Linked DNA regions of Mus musculus: all the other regions are linked to region 1. A link is a contact called in public HiChIP or PLAC-seq and promoter capture Hi-C data. All regions are on one chromosome and are shown on one strand. The core of a region is the stretch at or near the end of the contact, and the rest is flanking DNA. Distances in the headings are between cores, read along the strand shown. Region 1 holds the start of Stx17 (syntaxin 17). Region 2 overlaps Col15a1 (collagen, type XV, alpha 1). Region 3 overlaps Col15a1 (collagen, type XV, alpha 1). Region 4 overlaps Tgfbr1 (transforming growth factor, beta receptor I).

What was found. Promoter capture Hi-C pulls out the DNA fragments that hold promoters and counts their contacts. HiChIP or PLAC-seq counts read pairs in DNA pulled down with a chosen protein or histone mark.
Region 2: a contact with region 1 is called in a promoter capture Hi-C map of liver, with 2.8 times the contacts expected there. The contact joins the enhancer-like site here to the promoter of Stx17 in region 1. A contact is called at or near these places in 9 of 39 promoter capture datasets (embryonic stem cells, hematopoietic stem and progenitor cells, hippocampal neurons and 5 more).
Region 3: a contact with region 1 is called in an H3K27ac HiChIP or PLAC-seq map of microglia, with 5 times the contacts expected there. The contact joins the enhancer-like site here to the promoter of Stx17 in region 1. A contact is called at or near these places in 4 of 39 promoter capture datasets (hippocampal neurons, liver and neutrophils), 1 of 115 datasets of contacts at active chromatin or transcription factors (microglia) and 1 of 9 other capture datasets (embryonic stem cells).
Region 4: a promoter capture Hi-C map of the HPC-7 cell line shows a contact between it and region 1, with 5 times the contacts expected there. The contact joins the enhancer-like site here to the promoter of Stx17 in region 1. A contact is called at or near these places in 17 of 39 promoter capture datasets (the 3T3-L1 cell line, 3T3-L1-derived adipocytes, the C10 cell line and 9 more), 2 of 115 datasets of contacts at active chromatin or transcription factors (large pre-B cells and stem cell-derived neural progenitor cells) and 1 of 9 other capture datasets (adipose tissue).

Annotation. Positions count from the first base shown.
Region 1 is chr4:48,121,228-48,126,520 of GRCm38.p6, forward strand. Stx17 (syntaxin 17) reads left to right here and starts at 3,692. Exons shown (of 8, transcript NM_026343.2): 1 at 3,692-3,731.
Region 2 is chr4:47,292,752-47,298,366 of GRCm38.p6, forward strand. Col15a1 (collagen, type XV, alpha 1) reads left to right here. Exons shown (of 40, transcript NM_009928.3): 27 at 429-497; 28 at 615-656; 29 at 3,327-3,372. Gm52732 (a long non-coding RNA gene) reads right to left here. Exons shown (of 3, transcript XR_003955396.1): 3 at 1,005-3,637. Among named protein-coding and RNA genes, the nearest start is that of Gm52732, 7.6 kb to the right of the region's middle. Within about 2 kb of position 1,595, at least 146 of the 459 cell types and tissues checked have an H3K27ac peak or open chromatin away from gene starts, as enhancers often do. A contact at or near this core is called in hematopoietic stem and progenitor cells, hippocampal neurons, liver and 1 more, where this site is marked.
Region 3 is chr4:47,255,905-47,261,424 of GRCm38.p6, forward strand. Col15a1 (collagen, type XV, alpha 1) reads left to right here. Exons shown (of 40, transcript NM_009928.3): 7 at 1,256-1,365; 8 at 2,766-2,900; 9 at 3,948-4,076. Among named protein-coding and RNA genes, the nearest start is that of Gm52733, 6.6 kb to the left of the region's middle. Within about 2 kb of position 2,512, at least 18 of the 459 cell types and tissues checked have an H3K27ac peak or open chromatin away from gene starts, as enhancers often do. A contact at or near this core is called in liver and microglia, where this site is marked.
Region 4 is chr4:47,398,862-47,404,503 of GRCm38.p6, forward strand. Tgfbr1 (transforming growth factor, beta receptor I) reads left to right here. Exons shown (of 9, transcript NM_009370.3): 5 at 3,942-4,109; 6 at 4,509-4,665. Among named protein-coding and RNA genes, the nearest start is that of Gm32435, 27 kb to the left of the region's middle. Within about 2 kb of position 3,525, at least 11 of the 459 cell types and tissues checked have an H3K27ac peak or open chromatin away from gene starts, as enhancers often do. A contact at or near this core is called in the HPC-7 cell line, where this site is marked.

The sequences.
Region 1 (5,293 bases), core at 2,442-4,941:
GTGTCCTTCAGATATATGTTCAATAGCGATAGAGCTGAATCTTTAGGTACAATGATTTCCATCTTCCTATGGAAGTGCCACACTGATTTCCATAGTAGCTGTATAAGTTAGCAATTTCATCATCAGTAGATGGGTGTTCCCCTGGCTCCACATCCTTGCCATTATGAAGTCACTTTTTTATTGATCTTGGCTATTTTGATATATATAAAATGAAATTTTAAAGTAATTTTGATTTGCATTCATCTGATGGCTAAGGATATTGAACTTTTTTTGTTTCTTAGCCATTTGAATTTTCCTCTAATAAAGAGTTCTCTGTTTAGATTTGTACCTCATTTTAAAATTTGGTTGTTTCCTTAAGATTTCCTTTTTTGAGTTCTTTATATATTTTGGATATTACCCCTCTATCAGATGTGTAGTTGATTAAAAACAGCCTTTTCCCATTTGGTGGGCTGCTGCCATGAGTAGTTTCTCAGTTTCATGATGCCCCATTTATCAATTGTTGATCTTATAGTGTAATAACAATACTCTGTTCAAAACATCTTTTCTGTGCCAATGAGCTCAAGGCTGTTCCTCATTTTCTATACTATTAGTTTCAGTGTATCTGTCCTGATTGAGAGGCATTTGGTCCATTTGGAGTTGAGTTTTGTGCAGGATGTTAAGTATGGATCAAGTCTTCCTCATATAGACAGACATCCAGTTTGACCAGTGTTATTTGTTGAAGATAATGTCTTTTTTCCAGTGTGTGTTTCTGTTTCTTTATTAAAATTCAGGTGTCCATAGATGTGTGGACTTGTGTCTGGGTCTTTAATTCAATTCCACTGATCAACAACTCTGCTAATATGATCCTGGTTTTATTACTATAGCTCTGTAATATAACTTGAAATTTGGAGTGGTGAGACCTCCCACAGTTCTATTTTCCAGGAATGTATTATCTATCCAGTTTTTTCTTTGTTTGTTGTTTTTGGTGCTTCCATATGAATCTGAGAATTGTCTTTTCAAGATCTGTGAAGATTGTGTTGGAATTTTGATGGGGATTGCATTGAATCTGTAAATTGCTTTTGATCTTTTGGTAGAATGGCAATTTTTACTATGTTAGTCCTATCAATCTGTGAGCATGGAAGATCTTTCCATCTTTTGATATCTTCAATTTCTTTCTTCAGTGACTTGAAGTTTTTGTCATACATGTATTTCACTTGCTTGGTTAGAGTTACTCCAAGATATTTACATTATTGAGACCGTTGTGAAAGGTTTTGTTTCACTGATTTTTCTTCGGTCCATCTGTCATTTATATATTGAAAGGCTCTACTGAATTTTGTGACTTGATTTTGTATCCTGTTACTTTGCTAAGAATGTTTATCAGTTATAGGAATTTCCTGGTGGAATTTTCAGGGTCACTTATGCAGACTACCATATCATCTGCAAAGATATTTAGACCTCTTCCATTCCAACTTGTATCCCCTTGCTCTTCTTCATTTGCCTTATTGCACTAGCTAAGACTTTATTGAGTAGGTGTGGAGATAGTGGAAAATCTGGACTTGTTCCTGATTTTAGTAGAAATGCTTTGAGTTTCTGTCCATTTAAGTTGATCCTGGCTATGGGCTTGCTGTAAACTCCCTTCATTTTATTGAGGTATGTCTCTTGCATCCCCGATCTCTCCAGGACTTTTACCATGAAGGGGTGATGAATTTTGTCAATGGCCTTTTCTGCATCTAATGAGGTAATCCTGCGTTTTTTGTCTTTGAGATTGTTGATACTTGACACTCCTTTTAAGCCTCTCCTCCCCAAACCCAACCTTTCTGGGGCTACTCCACTCTTTTTATAGCTCCTCTACCTTCTCATAGATACAATCACACATTTTTCTCAGTGTTCACTTTCCTGCTACATTTCTAACCTTGTGATTATCATTTAGAAGAGCCATCTCTTTAACCACCTTGAAGTTGTTTGAATTCATATCTACAGGCTCTCCATGAAAGCAATCATGTTACCAGGTAATAATTTCTTTTTTGTTTTTGTTTTTTCCAAGATGTATTCTCCTTACTGTTTTGTTTTCTTTGGATCTACTGGGTTAAGTTAAGATATCAAGAAAACTTTGTCTCGTGGCAGCAGATCTTATTATCCTAATAACTTTATGGCTTAAGGCAAGAGCACAGAGAATGGTCACACCCCTTATGTCTAAATATTGAAAGATTCAATTAAGTATTGTAGATTGTAAGTGAGGCTAGCCAAACTGTTAGATTAAATATCATTATCTCTCTACATGACACACCTAAGTTACAGCAAACATCATACAACCACCTGGAAGGCCAAAGTCAATTCCAGAGTGCCACAGCTCCCTGTTGTACTTTTTCAAAACTTAACACTAGTTATCTTTACTTCAAAAGGTCTTGTTTAATGGATTCGGTGTGTGTGTGTGTGTGTGTGTGTGTGAGAGAGAGAGAGAGAGAGAGAGAGAGAGAGAGAGAACACACATCATCTCTCAGTGAGCCTGGAGGTTACCAATTCAACAAGACCAGCTGGGCAGCAAGCTCATGGATCCTTTTGTCTATTTAGATAGTATTAGGATCATAAACATATACCACAGAGCTTGGTTTTGTATGTGGGTGCTGGGTGTCCAAACTCAGGTCTTCATTGTGAAGCAGGCACTTTACCAATTAAATGATTCCCTATTGCTTGTTTAACTGACTTTGGCATTTTACCATCCATCCTATGGCATTACCTAATACCTTTATTTTTCTCCTTGGGATGAAAATTTGATAGATATGCCTCAATCTATGAACTAAGGGTACCATAAACACTAACATCCAGTATACCCCAAAGAAAATTCAAATAGCTTAATTAATAATGAGCTTTATTTTAAAAATTGCCTTTCAAGACTTTCTTAAGCCCCTAATCTGTGGGCTAAAATTCCCCCTCTACTTCCTTTCTACCTGCAGATCCTAAGAACTGAGTTTCCTTACAGCTAACAGGAAATGTTCTTAAGACTGTTGAAAACTTCATCATCAGAAGATCCATTTCAAGCAAAGACCTGAATAGTCATATATATATTTTAGTTGGCTAGGTCTTGAGGTCAGAACATTCAGAGAGGAGAATCAATGACCTGCACACACTTCAAAGCTTGTTCTAGCAGCAGCTGGTCCAACTGGAACTACTTGAGAAGAAATTAGGAAAACCAGCTGTGAGTACAGCGCTGTCACAAACGGGCTGAACTGGAGTGAGTCACTTCCTATCTGTGCTGAGCCTCAAAGTGACCAGGTATCATTTTAATAAGGACAGACGCCCAAAGCACTGCAGCAGGCTCTGGACAAAAAAGTTTATGCCTTCTTTCATTTGTGCCTGTGGCTATTCAGATACTCCTAGCCAGTCACTCAGGGGCTCTGGGAGGCGGGGCGGGGCGGGGCGGGGAAGGATGGCACTGGGTTCCGAGCTTCAGTTTTTACACACCTAAAGAGCTAGGGGCACAAGGCCGTCCTCGCCAACAAAATTCAAGGAACACAATGTGCAGGAAAACTGTAACATGTAGAAGGTTATCCAAGTGTAAATTGTCTTAGATACAGTACACAAGACGACCCATAAAACACTTGGAATTGTTCATCCAGTGGTTGGCACACTATATTACCTCCACGCCCACTGGCCGGGTAGGGGGCGGGGCCACATATCCCGCCCCTGGAGACGCCCCGCCCCTCTCGCGTCTGCGCAGTGTGTATCGACGGCCTCGAGCGCCTAGGCGGGAGGTAAGGGGCTGCCGGGCTGCCGCCACGGGGTCGCTGGGCTGCGATGTGTCACCGCGGGCCGGGCTGTGGACGCAAGGGAGAGGCGCCGGTCACCAAGCCCGGCCTCGGGTCAGTGTGAGCGCCGGGGCCGCGACCAGAAGTGGCCAAGCCTCTCTGTTTTCAGTTTTGGAGTAGCTGTCCCTGCGGGAGCGGGGAGGCCGAGGCCCCACTGCGCTATGCCCTCCCGGGTCGCTGTGAAGAGCTGCTTCGGGCCCTGGGTCGCCGGGCCAGCCGCGCCGCTGGGGTCGTTGGTGTGGCCTGGGTGCGTCCTGGTGACTCCGTGAGGGACGACGCGACACCGGTGCCCAAGCAGGACGCGGAGAGGCCGCAGCTGCGGGGACCGAGCCAGCACTTACTCTCCTTGTACCACCCACATGCCCAAGGGGACGCATTTCCTTGGGAGATAGTGTTATCAGCAGTTTGGGACCTTTTTCCTGGAAAGGGGCTCTTTCGCTTTTAAATAACTCTTGAGTAATTTACTTCACCTTTGGGTACTTTTTCTTCTTGTGGAACCCTAGTATCATGGTACCCATATCATCTTAGTTGCAAGTACCAAGAGATTAAGTTTATAAAAAGCACTTGACACCTCTCACTGCAAATGTGTGTGCTTGGAAAATGACTGCAGGCCTGTCTTCTACACGTTCTTTCATCCATGAAACAGCAATTATTATACATGCACAAACACCAGACAAAAAAATTTGGAGTCATTTGCAATTATTGAAAAGTTGCAGAAGTTGCTGGAGGCCTTGGTGGCCCATGCCTTTAATCCCAGCATTAGGAGGCAGAGGCAGGAGGATCTCTTGACTTCAAGGCTAGCTTAGTCTACAGACTGAATTCCAGGACAGCCCTACACAGAGAAACCCTGTCTTAGAAAAACAAAAAAGAGAGAAAGAAAACTCGTACACATAGTACAGAACACTACAGCGCCCTTGTGTTAGTATTTTACATACCATCCTTAATACAGTCACAGAGAGCAAGAGATTACTATCTGGTTAACTGGGTCTCTTGGGATTCCATTCTTTTTATTAGAGTCCCTTCTGTATTCTACAATGGTATCTAGTAAGCAGCCTTACTCTTGATGGGCCTGGCGACATTACCTTTTCCAATCTGTAGCAGTATCATGACTTTGTGTGCTTTGAAGAGTCAGGAATGTTGGTAATGCCTTTCAAGTAGGAGTTTGTCTATAGTTAGTTGGGACTAGATTGTGTTGCATTTCTGTTAAGAATACCACAAGGTATAAGTACCCTTTTCAGTTTATGCCTCCATGGACCTTCCAGATGGGACCTACTGCTTGTGTGTTGACACAATCAGATGACTTAGTTAAATTTGGTATCTGGGAGATTCTCTATAGCAATTAGTAGTCCAGTTATTCCCCAAGTACTATTTATTACTTTGATACTGTAACAGCCCTCAATTTCCCTCCTTTATTGACTTCTGCTCTAAGGAGGCACTTTCCATCTGGTTTCTTTATCTGTATTCACTATTTTGTGTCAACATAAACTCCTATGATTGCTGGGTACTGA
Region 2 (5,615 bases), core at 345-2,844, 830 kb before region 1:
CCATGCTGAAGAGTGTCAGTCTCCCCAATGCAGACACCAGACAGAAAGGAGAAGGAAAGAAAAGGGGTTCTATGCATCCTGTGTCCCCCCTCCTTGCTCCCACACACGGCCCAGGAATGCAGATCTTAACGGAGCATTGCTCCGGGAACCAGAATCTGGGTTCCAATTTCAGTTCTCTGTGAGCTGCTGTGTGGCTCTGAGCAGGTTGTATCCCTTCTCTGGGCCTCATTATTTGTGGGTGTCAGCCAGGACGGCATAGCTGTCCAGCTGTCTCCCGCATGCTTTACCAACCCTTTTCAGTATGCCCCAGATGAGGGAGTGCTCTGGAAGCTACTCCCTCCCAGCTTCCAGCTCAGAGTGTGTAGCAAATGCTGTAGCTGCCTCCCACATCCTTAAACACAGCAGCGGCTTTTCTTTTCTTCCTTCAGGGTCCACCTGGCCTACCTGGACCCCCAGGGCCCCCAGGGCCCCCTGGAGCTGTGGTTAACATCAAAGGCGTAAGTTAGGATGGGGTTGGGAGAAGCTTTCCTGGGGACCCTGCAGTGAGCACCAGATTGGCCTCAGCTGGTGCTAGGTTTCCTGATGCCTTCACCCCTCATATTCTCTTTCCACAGGCTGTTTTTCCAATACCTGCCCGGCCACACTGCAAAACACCAGTAAGTAACTCTCATGTCTTCATGCAGCAGGCTAAGTACCAGTGCCTGTTTTAGGAAACGGATCCATCTTGCCTTGGGCACTTTTCCATTCCTGTATGTCTACTCTCTGATATCATCTATCTACATATAGGCCCTTAAAGATCTAGAAGTTTCTAGATAATAGACCCTGGTAATGAAATACCACACACTGGCTTATTTTAACAGTGAGTCGTCTATTAGTAAAACAAACATTTGGCCTCAGGGGCGGAAGAAGCATAAAATTGCAAAATAGACTCCTTCTTAACTAAAAGAAGTGACCGGAACTCGTGGCCTCTGAGCTGGGAACTGGGGGTTAAAATTTGTAACTACTCAGTTCCATCCTCCTCAAAGATTGAGTTACCCAAGAGGCAAGCGTTATCTCTCCCAGTTATCATGGGAAGACAGCTACCCACAGAAGCTCTTTGGTTAGCCCAAGGTCACGGAGCATGGGGCAGCTGGGACCACAGCTCAGATCTCCTGGTGACCAGGAAGCAGGTGCAGGCACTGTGATCCTTGCCCAGCCTCCCCCTCCCCCAGGCAGTTGGCAGTACCGTCTGTAGGATTTTGCCAGTATCATAGGGAGACATTTATTTCTGTGAGGAAACACGGGGACAAGGCATGAGTCATGGATCTGTGCGCAATCATTCTCTCATTCTTTCAGTAAATATTTACTGAGCTCTCCCCAGTGCCAAGGACTCTTGCTAGGCCCCGGGGGGAACACAGGAATGACCTAGACAGACGTGGTCTCTGCTTTCTGGAGTTTGCAGATGATCATTTCAAAATATTCTTTGAAGTGGGCTTATACTGATTCCCGTGGGAATGGGAATGCTGCTGGTCGCTGATGCCTCTAACTGATGCAGGCCGGCTGGCTGTGTATTGGCCTAGGCCTATGTCCAAATCTGACCTTTGAGGCGTCCATGTGGGCAGCCCACGGTCCAAGCATGCTAGCCTGGAAGGCAGAGCGCGGGATCCCCCAGGGGACAGGGCTGAAGCTCCAAGTGAGCCCAACAGCAGCACCAAGGGCGTGTTTATCCAGATAACTGTAGCGAGGCATCTGCTGCAAGTGCAGCTTCTGGAGATACCCCAAGAAAACACTGCATCTCCTCATACAAGGGCAGAGGCTGCCTAGGTCCCACTGTTTCCCAGAGCTCAAGGTCCCTCCTCTCAACACAGAGCCCCACCTCCTTACTACCTCCCACAAACAATCCCAACACACCAAGTATGAGACAGAAGACCACAAACTTTAGACTGTTGTGGGAATGATACTGCAGTTGTACAACCTGTAGTGGAACCCTGTGTGGTATCTACACTCGGGGGATGGTGGGGCAGTTATGGAGTGACTTAAACTCAATGCCAGGCTCAACGTGTTTTGTCTTGTTTTAATTTCCTGTGGCATACTGGGACACCGTAGCGTTTGGAGGCATGGGTGTTTCCTACGAGGCCCTCAAAGTAGACATTATCAAACAGAAACACACCCAGCACTTCGCAAGCATCTTCCAGTTTCATCAGTTTAACATCATGACAGTTTATATACTCCTACCACCTTGCTTAACCACTTGTAAAGGTCGTCCTTAGATTTTCTTTCTGGAAGGTTCCTTCCTCTTCCCAATATCTTTTCATGATGACCCCTAAGCAGCTTGCAATCCCCACTTACAAGCACAGAAAGATCCCAGATCTAGGTGGAGCATCTTCTGGGGAAAGATGGAGGCAGAGTGAGATGGTTACCTTTAATTGTCAACATAGAACAAATCAAATTGGCCGAGAAAAGAGTCTCAATAAGGAGTTGTCTAGATCAGGTTGGCCTGGAATTATCTAGATTACCTAAGCCAAGACAGGAAAACCTGCCCACTATACTAGACACCATACCCTAGGCAAGAGATTCTAAGCTGCCTAAGAGTGGAGAAAGTGAGCTGACATTCACGTGCATACATTAATTCATTGCTCTCTGCTCTTGACTGTGGATTTAATGTGACTAACTGCTTCCATGCAGTGCTGCCTTGACTTCACAGCAGTGATGGACTGTAACCTGGAGTTGTAAACCAAATAAACCCTTTCTCCCACAAGTTGCTTTCGCTAGGGTTTCCAATCACAGTAACAAGGAATGAAGCTAAGACAGTTGAACAGTGTTATCCAGAACTGCTTGGATTCCAGACCCCTGTCACCTAATGAAGAGTCCATAAAAGCCCCTCCAATCTAATGACAACCCTGCTATTTGTCACTGCCACTGCTGCCTGACCTGTGCCTTATGCCTGTCTCTGATTACACTCAGTAGCAAAGCAGACGATTGGCCCAGCTTCAGAACTTGCTCAGAGCTGGCTTGGACACTTGGCCTCACATGTGAGCCAATCCTAATTGATAAGAAAGGAGGCCAAGACACTCAGCATTGGCTGCACTCACGAATGCAGTCTGGAAGCCTTGTGTTTCCCTTCTGCTTAGATTTTTGGCCAGAAATCTCAATGCTGTGTGCTCGAGGCCAGCTACATCATGGGTTTCCCAAATGAAGGCCTGAGAAGTCTGTGTTGAGGGTACTGAGGAGTATTCCAAAGCCAAATAGAAGCCTGGCCAGTGTCATTTCATCCTCTGCGATTTGTCCCCAGGACAAATGCTGGGGCAGGGCTTCCCATGTCTGACTGGGCCTTTCTCTCTCCCCAGGTTGGTACCGCTCACCCTGGCGACCCAGAGCTTGTCACTTTCCACGGTACACACTCTTTTCTTCATGGTTTCTCAGGGACATTCCTGACCTAGTGCTGGCCATGGATGAGGTGGTCAGGAGGGGCTAACGGGGCATGGGGGAGGGGTGGCAGCTGAGCTGTGGGACATACCTCTGTCTGCTTTCCTCATGGACCTGGTGCATCCCGGGTAGCGGGAAGCGCTCCCTCTGTTCATTCCTTTGCTGATCTGTTCAGAAGACAGTCATGGACGCCTGCTTGGTGCTGTCCCTTGATGTTCCTGCCTCCTTAGTCCTTAAAATAGTTCAAGTGACAGGAAAACTAATTATAGGACAGGAAGGATGTCTCAGCTGAAGAAGGCAAGGCCTGAGTTTCTGCGTTCAATCCCCAGAACCCACATCCATCATCATCATCATCATCATCATAAACAATAACTGGGCTTGGTGGACAACATTGGGGGAATGACAGCCAAGGGCATCCTCTAGTCTTCACATACATTTGCATGCATGGGTATTGCACCTGTATATACTCACACAGACACATACACATACACGCATATACACTCATACAGAGAGAGAGAGAGAGAGAGAGAGGGAGAGAGAGAGAGAGAGAGAGAGAGCTATTCCAAGAAAACACCATGAGTACTTAGAAGACCCTTGCCTAGTGTGTCCATGGAAACGTCTCAGGGAAGCATGTTTGAAAGGCAGGACCCTAGGCCAGAGTGTAGCTCTGTGGCAGAGCACTCCCCTAGCATGTGTGAGTCCTTAGGTTTGGTCCACAGTGCTGTGAGGAGAGGGCAAGGCAAGACACAGTGATGCATAGTTATAACCCCACTACTCAAGAGGCTGAGCCAAGAGGATCATAAGTTCAATGTCAGCATCTGTCTTACATTAATCCATTGGAACCTGCCTGGTCCTAACCTCCTGGTAGAGCTTGTGAGAAACCTTGTTCAACCTCTCTCTCTCTCTCTCTCTCTCTCTCTCTCTCTCTCTCTCTCTCTGAGTGTGTGTGTGTGTGTGTGTGTGTGTGTGTGTGTGTGTGTGTGTGTGTGTGTATGTGTGTGTGTGTGTGTGTGTGTGTGTGAAGAACACACCAAAGAGGGACAGGCCTGTAATCCTCTTTGACCTCCATACTTTGTCACACAATGTCTGGCTTTTGGTCACAGAATTGAAATACAGCATAAATAAGGGAAAGTCTTTATCTGCAATCCCCTGCAGCTTGGCTGTGTCACCTGGTGTCCCTAATGGTGTCTTCTGTATTTTTTGTCATTTTGGTCGTCAAATCCAGATCATGTTCTGACTTGGTGCAAGGCCCCTTTCTTTTTGGTGCTAGGGCAAACCTAAGTTTTATGGGGCGTTGTTGTCATTTGAGAAGAGATCTTTCTATATAGCTCTTGGTAGCCTGAAACTAACAGAGATCCACCTGCCTCTGCCACTTGACACCTGGAATTAAAGGCATGATTGCCTTTGGCTTATTTATAATTCATATTATGACATATATTATAATTTGTATTAGCTGCTGGTGGTAGGCCTTGGGTGGGAAGGGGAGCTGGGTTTGCTGTCATAGATCTTCGAGGCTCCCCTGGGAGGAGGGGCAGGAGCAGAACTTTTTGGATGTGCTTGTCCTGGTGAGAGGTGGGATTCTATAAACATGTCTGAGTGTTACTACTGCATCTTAGGGGAACACTTATGGTTGCCCTACTCCCTAGCTTCTCCTTCACGGATGGCTGCAGCCTCAGTTGGAACCTTCAGTGCTATGCATTTAGTCTCAGAAGCTTCCCAGCATCAGTGGAACTGGGACCCATGTGGTTGTAGTTCCCTGGTGCTCCCTAGTGGGTGCCATCACACCTTTGGTGCTCTTGGCTCTTCTTCTACATTGAGTAAGCCTGTGCTTACAAACCTTATGATACTACCTCTAGTCTAGAGAACATTGGAAGATTTAGCTGCTACACTTTTTAGGGTTCATGAATTGAGAGGTCTCACATCCACCTGTAGCTCCTATCAAGGGGAAGGAAAGAGGCCTTCCCTCCCTAAACACTGCTTGCCTATAAGCCTCTGTCACATGTATCTCTCTTTTGAGGAGTAGAAAACAATGGCTGGTGTAGCAGTCTTGCTCCTCAGACTCATGGCTGAGGCACAAGTGGGTGTTCATTCCATCAGCCAGCTGTGGGAATGGATGATTCAGCCTCCTTAGTTGCACTGTATCATCACCCCTGGGAGGTTTATCTGCTCTTCAAGACACCAGGCTGCACAGCCCCAGGGGACATGAGACT
Region 3 (5,520 bases), core at 1,262-3,761, 870 kb before region 1:
CTCCTGGAGTTCTCAGTGGTCACACAGGGGCTGCTGAAGATGTGAGGGGACATGTGAATGCTACACGTATGAAGAAAGTCTTGCATGGAGACAAGCTTGTCTGTCTTACCAGCTGCTCCCAGTCACTACTTTTGCTGTGATTTTGCTCCTCTGCAGAAGGGTAATCAGGATAAGACAGATTTGGTAGCACAGGCCTGTAATCCCAGCCAATTAGGAGACGACAACAGGAATATATCATAAGTTCAAGGCCAGTCTAGGCAACTTAGTGAAACCCTTTCTCAAAATAAAACACCCGCACCCGCACACGCACACGCACAAAGAGGGCCAGAGATACAGCGTAGTAATAGAGTACTTCTTAGCTTGCAGGACATCCAATGCTAAGTCTTTAACACTACTACTAATACTAGTAATTAATAATAATTATTATTACTATTTTAAAGTTGTGATTAGAGCAAGATACCTGCCTTGGAGTGTTATCAAGGAAGCTGAGAATGAGGAAATCTGGTCTGGCAGGAGGTTGGTGGCACAGCGAATAGCCATTCAGAGCCCTCTCCACAAATGTGTATTCAGTCTTCATAGGGTTGTAGGAACAGCGGTGAGACCGACGACGAAATGATAATCTCTTCTCTTTCCACTCCTGTAATCTGGAAGAAGCCAACATTCAGCACTGTGATTTAGCGGTATATGCACATAATTATTTAAACACCTACACAAACAATATGTGTGCTAGGTAATATTTACTACATAGCATACATATGTAATAGAATAATCACACAGAATGATAGAAAACACGTGCACGCATAGGTAGTCACCTTTCTCTTCCGTGAGTATAGAACTCCAATGCTAATGAGTATTTGTGAGTGACTTGCTATGTGCCTGGCACTGTCCAGTACACTTTCCTCAAATCATCTCGGTCGGATAATACAGAGTCATCAGAATAGTTTCTACCCTCCGAGGTAGGAATCATGATCCCCACTCATAGATGGAGGAACTTGGGACACAGGTTAAGTATCTGCCCCACGTCACATTCTGGGGCATGGCAAAGCATGATTTCAGGCAGCAAGAGGTGCCAGCACGCATGATGGAAGCCACCAGGCCCTAGGTCCTTGTCCCGTTCTCTAGGCTGCCTCTTCCCTCCTGGTCCTCTATCTCGGAGTCATTGACATCTTCCCAAGTTACTATGTACAAAGTTGCCGTGTTCTCTTCCGAGACTGCAAAGCATAGTTATTGACATCACAATTTCTGCTCCCTGTAGGGTCTGGTGAGATCCTGAATGATACGCTGGAGGTCCATGCGATGGATGGGGACCCTGGTACTGATGATGGTTCAGGGGATGGAGCCTTGTTGAACGTCACTGATGGTCAGGTGAGTGAATGAGTGGTAAACTTTATTCGATAGCCTAACGGGGGGGGGGTGTTCATGGAGAGGTCTTAGTTGAATGTCACCAGGACTGATGTCCTGTGGTATGGAAAGAGCACAGTGGTCAAGCTCCAGGGACACACCAGCGAGGGTGGAGGAGAAACCACCCCAGCTTGTCTTCACCCATGATTGGCGATAAATACAAATGTAGCATGCTCATGATGTATGGGATCCTTATGAAGACCGCAGGACAGGACAGGGTCAACTGCAGGCTTGCCCACGCCCTCCTTAGCAATTGTCTTTCATCTTTACAAAGCCAGTTTGAGAAATGGCTTGATCTGATAGGGGCAGAGCACCATCTTCTCAACTCCAGCATTTGTGTACACACACACATGATTTGTGTACACTCACGCATGAAGGCCTGAGTGTGGATACTCAGCCCATGAAAGAGCTGGTGGCAGTGACGGGTCTGTTACCCCAGTATGAGTGCCAGGGAGTCAGGTAAAAGGATCCTAGACGCTTGGTAGCCATTCAGCCTCCTAGAACTGGTAAGCTCCAGAGTTAGCAAGAGACGCTGTCTCAAAAATAAGGCGGAGAGCCATGGGTGAAGACTCCCATGCGCTCATACATACATGAACATGACCATATACACATGTGCACTCAGACCTAATTCACCCCACATGAAACCCTAGAAAACAAAAATAACATGCCATCCCCACATCCTATGTAAACCACTATATAGACCAGGCTACTGTCTTCAACCTCACAGAAATTTGCCTGTCTCTATCTCCTGTGTGCAGGGGTTAAATGTGTGCACCATCGTTCCTGGCAAATATGTGGCATTTTATGACACCGGCAGCTACAGCTGTTCCATTTCCCCATTTGTTCTGAGACCTTGTAGACATCTTTTCTTTTCCCAGAGGAAACTAAATGACAGAGAAAGAGAGAAAGGCAGGTTAGCACTGGCGTGCACTGGGGACAGAGTCCTGCCTGCACATAGCTGAAACCACAAGAGCAATGTCATTATACTTATGTCTGGATAGATGTACAGGAGTGGTCACAGGAGGTCTGTGTGTCTAAACAGTGTCCAGAGCTGGAGCCAGCTGACTCAGGAATCAGTGACCTATGGTCACCCAGTGTGTAAACAGACGTTGGCATGAAATGTGAGACATCAATGTCTCGGAGATGTCCTCTGTCCCCTGGATTTTGCAAGTCTGGGACTGGTCTGAGACTTCTGTGGTGAAGTCACAAATGTGGAGGTTCCTAAGGTCAGGGAGCTGCAGGGATGTCAGCTGGCAGGGTGTATGTAGGTGGAAGACCCAGGTACTCAGTTCTCTCCAGCCATAGGCTTGTTGATCAGAGCTAAGGGACCAACAGCAGGGTCTCTCACCATGTCCTGTTTTCAGGGGTTATCAGCAACAGCAACTGGGGAGGCCAGTGTGCCTGTCACCACTGTCCTGGAAGCAGAGAATGGCAGTATGCCCACTGGGAGCCCCACCCTGGCCATGTTTACCCAGAGCATCAGGGAAGTGGACACTCCGGTGAGTAGCTTAAGCATACTTCCCCTGCTAGGGCTTGTTCCTGGTAGAAGCAGGCACTAGCCTCCTGTCTACACAATGCAGAGTAGCAATACTATGGGGCGAATCCAGGTGGGCACGAGCAACTGGCTGCAGGGCATTCACTCACTGGGAGAGGCTTGTAGAGCATTGTGCCACACCAGGCACTGGTCCTGCTAGCCAGGACTGATGGTCAATAGGATAGGCTGAGTTCCCAAGACACAATGATTAAGGGACATAGAAGTCCCCAAAACAACTTGTGAGTATAGAAAAGGGGTTCAGAAAGGTAGAAGGTGAACCTGAGAGTCTGAGGGAAGTATCCAGGCCAATGGCATAGGTAGATGTTATAGGTGAGGGTTAGAGGAGCAAAGACCCAGAGGCCACACAAGAACTGATGAAGTACAGGGTGCCTTTGGGGTCTGCAGGGGAATGGGGGGGACATCCTGATGTCACCTAAAGCTGAGAAGATGGATCTGGAGAGGCCCAGTACATGAAGGCTTCTGCTGGGCAGCCTGACAACCTATAGTGAAGTTGCAGCCATTGAAAGGAGAGGGTGGAGAGATCTTCATAGGATTAGGATTCTAGAACAACTGCTTTGGCCTAAATGGAGAAAGGACAGAGGAGTCTGGCCTGGGTACAGGGGCACAGGTCCAGGCTGAATCCAGGTCCAGGTGAACATGGGTGGCCATGGACATGTCAGATCTTTTTAAAAGTTCCAGTGAGCAAGGGTCTGGAAAGCATCCATTGATTTTGTCAGCGTGTTTCTGAGTGGCAATGGAGAGGGCAATTTGAAATGTGGAGGTTCTCAGCCAGGGGAGCAGGAGGCAGGAAGCAATCAGGTGATTTGGTGGTTGGCAGTTGGGGGTGGTGAGGTCAGAGACTAAGGGCAGTTAGATGTGCCTGTCCTTTGAAAGTGAGCGGGCACAGGACACAGGTACAAGAGAGGCCTTGGCTATCTGTCCCCTAAAGCCACAGGCATGGGTCAAAGTGGTGGTCCACTAGTCTGGACCTTCGGGATATCTTTCCATCCAGGATCCAGAAAATCTAACAACAACAGCATCAGGGGATGGTGAGGTGCCCACCAGCACTGATGGGGACACAGAGGCTGACAGCTCGCCCACTGGAGGGCCAACCCTGAAGCCAAGAGAAGAGGCCACTCTGGTAAGGAGTAAGGCGAGCTGGAATAGCCTTCTTGCAGTGTGTGTCTTACACTCAACAAACTGGGGCAGAGGGGGACACCTCTCTGACCAATGCTAGTTCAGAGGTGGAACTTGCCAGGACTTCTAAGTATACGGCTCAGCCCCTGTAGTCTAGCAGAGTCTGAGAAAAGAGGCAGGTAACCTGTGTGGTTAGAAGAGTAGAGGGGAGTCCTAGGACTGTATGCAGAGCCTTTTGTCCCCACCAGCAGAGGCCAGGGGCCAGGGGTATGCCCTACATGTGAGGGGAAGAGATGATGCTGTTGCTGTGGGTTGGTAGGGTGCAGACAGGCAGGCAGAGCAGGGTGAGGTCAAGGTCATACTGTCTGCAGTGTAGAGAAGGCTGAATATAGGCATCCCAACTGGACAGTGGACCCATCTGTCTCTGTGATGTCCCCATAGAAGCTCTCTACCCATTAGATTCAAACTTGCCTCCTCATGCCACTCCTGGGTTCCCGCCTCATGTGAATGGAGATAGTCTCATTCCAGCTGCTTCACATGAAGTTACCTTCCCTCTTCCTTCTGTCTGATATCCGATGAGAACGGAGTCCTTTTGACTTTTCTACGTAAACCTGTAATTGACTGGTGTGGATCCTGCCTGAGTAATCTTCCCCAGACAGACAGTTATTCACTCACACTCTGTAGTCTCTCACAGAGCCTGGCTGGGTGTTGCCCCTCTTCTTTGAGGCTTTTCTGACCTCGACCTACTGACCCAGATCCTCTGACCTTGACCTACTGACCCAGCTCCTCTGAGACGCCAAGTAGGGTCTGGTCCCTGCCCTTCTTGGCTGCACCTTGGGGCTTCTGTGTGCCAGACCCAAGCCACGGCCTCCTACTTCAAGCTCCTCTCAGTTCCTTCTTGCTCTGCAGTCTTCCCACACTCCTCCTCACTGCAGAGAGACTCTCCCCACCCCTGTCCCTTCATTCATTTGTCCTTCAGAGTTAGCCTAACATGGGCTGTGAAGGCTGCTGGCCTTATCCTTAGAAGACTTCTTCATAATGGACTTGGTAAACAGGCTCCATGTGTAGTGCAGGCCTGGCTCCCTAGCACGTCATGAGCCCGGTGGGGATCAGGTCCAATAGACCTGGCTTCCCGGGTCTGCTTTGCCTCTCTCAAGTGGTGGGTGCTGGACTAATTTGCTGAGTGGATTCGTGAAGGCAGAGGGCAGCTCCAAGCTCCTCCTGTCTGTAACACACGGGAAGGCAGCCTTCTGCTCTGCTGTGTTCTGCTCTTGTATCCACACAGGCTAGTGACAGAATTCCCCAAGGCCACCTGACTGTTACACAGAGGAGTTCAAAGTTCCCTTTCCTCTCTTCTTCCGCTTTCTTCTTTAAAGACATAGTATGTGTCACAGCAGGAGAAAACCAGGAACCAGAGTCCATTTCTACCAAGTCTCAGCTTTAATAGA
Region 4 (5,642 bases), core at 2,275-4,774, 720 kb before region 1:
AAATAAATAAATCACTAGAAAAATAGCAACAAAAATCACAACAAGTGTCATTTGTGGCTTGGTGAGAGAGGCTTGCAGTGGCCATCTTTCCCTTTTCTAATGTCAGGTGGTTACTCCTTTTTCTTTTTTCTTTTTGGCTTCTCAGTATTTTCAAGTTTATAGTATACCATTAGATTTAGAGGCTCTATTAGTTAACATCTCATTACTATGACAAAATACCTTTGGGAAGGAAGGGTTTCTTTTGTTTCCTATCTGAAGGGATCATGATGGAAGGCATGGTGACAGACTGTAGCCTGAGGCTGGTCACACTGCATCTGCAGTCATAGGGGCAGCCATGAAGTAGTGCTATCCATCTTAAGGGTGAGTCTTCTCACCTCATTTAAACTTCTCTGAACAACCCTCACAGTCACACCTAGAGGTTTGTCTCTGAAACATCCTAAATTGCAGTCAAGTTAACAGTTAAGATTACCCATTCCAAAGGCTGAGGCCGATCGGTTTTGTTGGTTTCATAAGTAGACACTAGCTGTGTTGTGAACTTAAGCTGTCTCATTAGGACTCTTATGTGTGATTGTGGGAGGAACAGTAATGGGTGGTAGGTAGTGATTATCAGTGGCTCCTAACAATTCAGTATCTAATTTAAAAACAAGCAAAGTAGTAATCACAGTCTGTCTCCTTGGCTCTTACTTTCTTCTGTTTTGACACTAGGTATCTCTCCCTCTTCCAACTGTTGAAATAACATTTTTTCTTAGTATATTGTTTCTCTTTCTCTCTCTCTCTCTCTCTCTCTCTCTCTCTCTCTCTCTCAATCTCTCTCAATCTCTCGATGGCCACAACTGGCATTGAGCTCATGATCTTCCTCACTCCATGTCCCAGTGGTGAGGTTTCAGTGTGCCGCTATACTAGCCTACTCTTATTTCCTACTATTTTCTTATTTTCTTATTCTTATTCTGATTGATGTGTAAGAAAGCTCTGATTCTACAATAGTAATTGTTCACTAAAAGGGCTTACCCAGATTTGTGATTTCAAATTCTACAATGGTGGTGACTCATTTGCATTTGAATTTTAAACCTCTTTCAGGCTTCTATTAGGCATGTTTCAAGTTACAACCCACAAGTGCAAACCACTGAACCTGTTGTGCCCTGAAGTGCCATTTGTTCAAACTGCAGTCAAGTGGATGCTGTCATCTGGTGGTCACAATGGGAACTAACTGACCTTACTACTGTTTTCTTTATTAGGTGTACCAGGCAGAACCTAGGCTTTCCATCCCACTTCTCTTTTTCTTCATCTTCATCCTCTTGATTTGGTTACCTTTGCCTAGGCCAGCCTTAAACAAAAATAGATAGGTAGGTAGGTAGGTAGGTAGGTAGGTAGATAGATAGATAGATAGATAGATAGATAGATAGATAGATAGATAGATAGATAGATTGTTAACTATAGGTATGTGAGTATATCTGCATGCAGGTATGTGTGATTGAGTACTGGTGCCCAAAGAGGCCAGACGTATAGGTTCTCCTGGGCTGGTATTGTAGGCAGTTGTGAGCCTGATACGTGTTCTAGGAACTGAACTCTGCTCTCCTTATGGCCAGTATTGGTTCTTAAATGCTGAGTCATCATTTAAGTCCGTTATGCAGCTCTCTCTGTATGAGCAATCTCTTCCTTCTTCCTCTCTTCTTAGATACTTCAGGAAATCTCCCTTTCCTGTCGTGTTCTCTAGCTGTTGTGCTTTTGAATCTTTCAGAACACAGTTATGGTTTACAGATAAGAATGTGAGCTAGTGGTGTACACATACCAAGAAAAGAACTTTAGAGATGCATGAAGAACAGTTGAGAAAAGAAAAGAAAAAAACTACAACAAACATAAACAAGCCAAAAAAACAAAAGAAAACCAACCCCTAGAATCACTAATCTCTTGTTCTTATGCCTAGCACTGATGTATAAGGACTGTGCGCTAACTGGTTGTGCAACTGGAGTTCCATCTCTTGAGTTCTTTTGGCAGAACAAGAAATACTTTGCATGGGGCTAAAGAGAAGACTCAATGACTAAAAACACTCAATGTTCTAGAGAGCCCAGGTTCAACTCTAAGCACCTGCATGGTGGCTTTCAACAGTCTCTATGTAACTTCAATTCCAGGGGATATATTGCTCTTTTCTGGCCTCCCTGAACACCAGACACACAAGTGGTAATTTTGCCATACATGCAGGCAAAATACTTGAACATAAAATTAAAAAGAAAGAAAGGACTCTTCCCAGAGTATGAAGCCCTATTATTTTTGACACCCTCCTCTCCCCCAACCCCCACCCCCGTTTTTTTGTTAGGTTTTGGTTTTGGGTTTTTGCTTTTCTCCCAAGATAGGGTTTCTCTATGTAGCTCTGGATGTTCTGTAACTCACTCTAGAATAGACTGGCCTCCTGCCTCTGTCTCCCAAGTGTTGGGATTAAAGGTACATGCCAACAAAATATAGATCTCATTTATATTTCCTTTTTTTTCCCTTTTGTCTGTAGCTGTAGGGAACATCACATTTTAAATTTTCATATGGCAAACATTGTATTACCTACTTTAAAAAGAAATATAGTTCTGTATTCTCTTTAAATATCTTAAGAGTCTTCAAAGTAAGTTGTTCTTGTATAAAAGAAGAAACATAGGCCCATTCAAAAATATGTCTGAGTCCATGTAATCAATAACACACAGACCCTGGGTTCCTGCCTGGGTCAGTATAACTTGTTTTAGTTATGTTTTTCTATTACTGGGGTAAAACACTATGACTAAAAGCAAGTTGGAGACATAAACATTTATTTCAGCTTACATTCTCAGTCATAGTTCATTTCAAAGGAAGTCAAAGCAGGAATTGGAGGCAGGAACTAAAGCAGAGACCATGAATGGACAATTTTTATTGCTCCCCCCACCCCCGACTCCCTCTGGCTGGCTCAGGTTGCTTTATTTTAGCACCCAGGACCACCAGTGTAGAGGTGGCATTTCCCACAATGAGTACTCCCCATGGTTTATTAATCAAAAAAGTACACCCCAGGCATGTCCATAGACCACTTTAGTGGGGACATTTTCTTTGTTGAGTTTCCTTGCTTCCTAATGACTCTAGCATGTGTCAGGCTGACATAAAACTAGCCAGTACATGACTTAGGGTGTATATTTTATTGAATTGTGTTGTTTCTTGTTTTCCCATCTACTTCAAAGTTAAATTGCATTTACTGAACCAGTGTAGCCTAGGAGCCTGCCAACCTTAATGTTACATTTCAGATGCATGTATCAGTTTACCAAGGAACTCTTAGCACCCACATTTCAAGTTGTTTAGGTTCCAAATCACCTTGTACAGTGAGGTTCAGTCCTAGTCTCTTTAGCCTTCTCTTTCAACACTTTAGTTCCTGTTTTAGCATCAGAGGTTTTTCTGAGAGAGCAGCATTGAAATTATGATCATCTTGTCTGGCATCTTTGAGAACTGTACAGTCTGTCACTGAAGCTTGTCAGTTCTCACCAAAGCTTACTTCAGTTTTGTCACATGCTATTGAGGTCATACTTGGCTCCCCAGAAGTTTCTTATCTTCACTTGCTGCTGCCCTTCTTCCTCCAGAGCAACACTGAGTGTGAACTAATCCAGCCCAGATGCCTTAGGCACTAAGGAGTCCCAGCTCTGCTACTATCTCTGTAGGTTGAGGAAATGAACACTGTTGGAATATGATTCCTTTTCTCTTAAATGGAGTTATTTATCATTGCTTTATCTCACAAATAGGGGGTATACTCTGAGGATCTGAAATATATGCACATAAAAGTATAGAAAAACTATAAGAAAATATGGAAGGAATTCATGCAAAGTTAAGGTGGCGTCATGTTGCAGGTGTGTGTTCAAGAGCGATAGTGAAAAGTACTGACAGCTCGAGTGAGCTGCAAGTTTTGAGCAGCCTGACTGAAATGTATGTGTTCTGACGTGCAGACAATGGGACATGGACGCAGCTGTGGTTGGTGTCAGATTATCATGAGCATGGATCCCTTTTCGATTACTTGAATAGATACACTGTTACTGTGGAAGGAATGATCAAGCTTGCTCTGTCCACAGCAAGTGGTCTTGCCCATCTTCACATGGAGATTGTTGGTACCCAAGGTAACACTTTCTATAGTTCTGTTATTTAAGCTTATGTTCCTGTGTGTATAATATATATTCAGATCGTGAAACCTAACTGGAGATATGTAGCTTTTTAAAATTTGAATGTTTTTTCCAATGAAAATATAAGAAATCTGAAAGTTTACTTAGAGATCAACAAACCAACAACTTTTTCACCTTGATTTTTTATTTTTAGTTCTTAGATTTATGTTTTCTGAAGATTTAAACGATTTCTTCCCTTTCGACACAGTGGTTTGCTGAGTTTAGTAGTAGTCTACTTGTTATAGGTGATGTAGCTCAAGTGCTTTCACACTGGGACTAGTGAGGCTTTTGGACCTCAAAGTGAATTGTGAATGGTATCTCTTGTTTAGCAGTCATTTCTAACTTTTGGTTTTCTAGGAAAACCAGCTATTGCCCATAGAGATTTGAAATCAAAGAATATCTTGGTGAAGAAAAATGGAACCTGTTGTATTGCAGACTTGGGACTTGCTGTGAGACATGATTCTGCCACAGATACAATTGATATTGCTCCAAACCACAGAGTAGGCACTAAAAGGTAAACTTAGGAATAAATGGTCTTTAATAATGGTTAATGTTACCAACCCTCCCCCCCCCCCAAGATTTTCACATCTGTATCTCTTCTGAAGCTCAAACTTGGTCCTTTATTAGATTGTTCACAAGCTTTTAGGGTCTTTGCTACTCGGAAGCCTAGTTACTTAACTTAAAAACAAGCCTATTGATAGACAGCCCTTCCAGAAAGTATTATCATTAATTAGGTTAATTGTAAGAATAATAATAACCAATAGTAGTCTAAATCCTTCCTGTTTCTGTACCATAGCCATATTTTCTGTTGTCTTTCTTCCATAGAACATTTGTGTATGCTGTCCTAAAACATACATCCCTTAACATACTGTGTCCTTAACATCCTTGTATACCTCAAGGAACCCTTTTCTGATCCTCGGGACCCTTACACCTTCCTGGTGCAGCATAGTGAGTGACTCTTTGAGTCATTTGCTGTAATTGTGTTCTCACATTATGTTTTAACTGCCCCTTTGTGTGTCTGGATCTGTGTAGTCCATTGGCTTGCAAGAAGCTTAAGAGGCCTGTGTTCCAGGTACTTACTGAAGTGCCTAATCCACTTTCATAAATGTTTGTTTCAGTCATTTATCCTCAAAAGAACCTCTGTAGATAGATGTCATTACTATTAACTCAGAAGAGAAAAACACACTATTAAGGTTTAGTAATGTGACCTACTTCATATGACTGGCAAGCTGAGATGTTGGACTTAAAATCTTACTGTGTTTAAAAATTGCGTCACAATATTTCTTCAAAACTTTGAACTTGGAAAAAGCCAGCAACTTTAGTCAATCTGAATTGTATTTATAGTTTCTGGGTTGCTGGGGACTTGGAGAACTCATGACCGGCTGAGTGAGCCTCAGTAGTGGTCTGTAGGACCTGTAACTATAGCAAATTTCAGAGCTGGGCAGTGGTGGTGCACGAGGCAGAGGTAGACAGATCTTGGAGTTTAGGCCA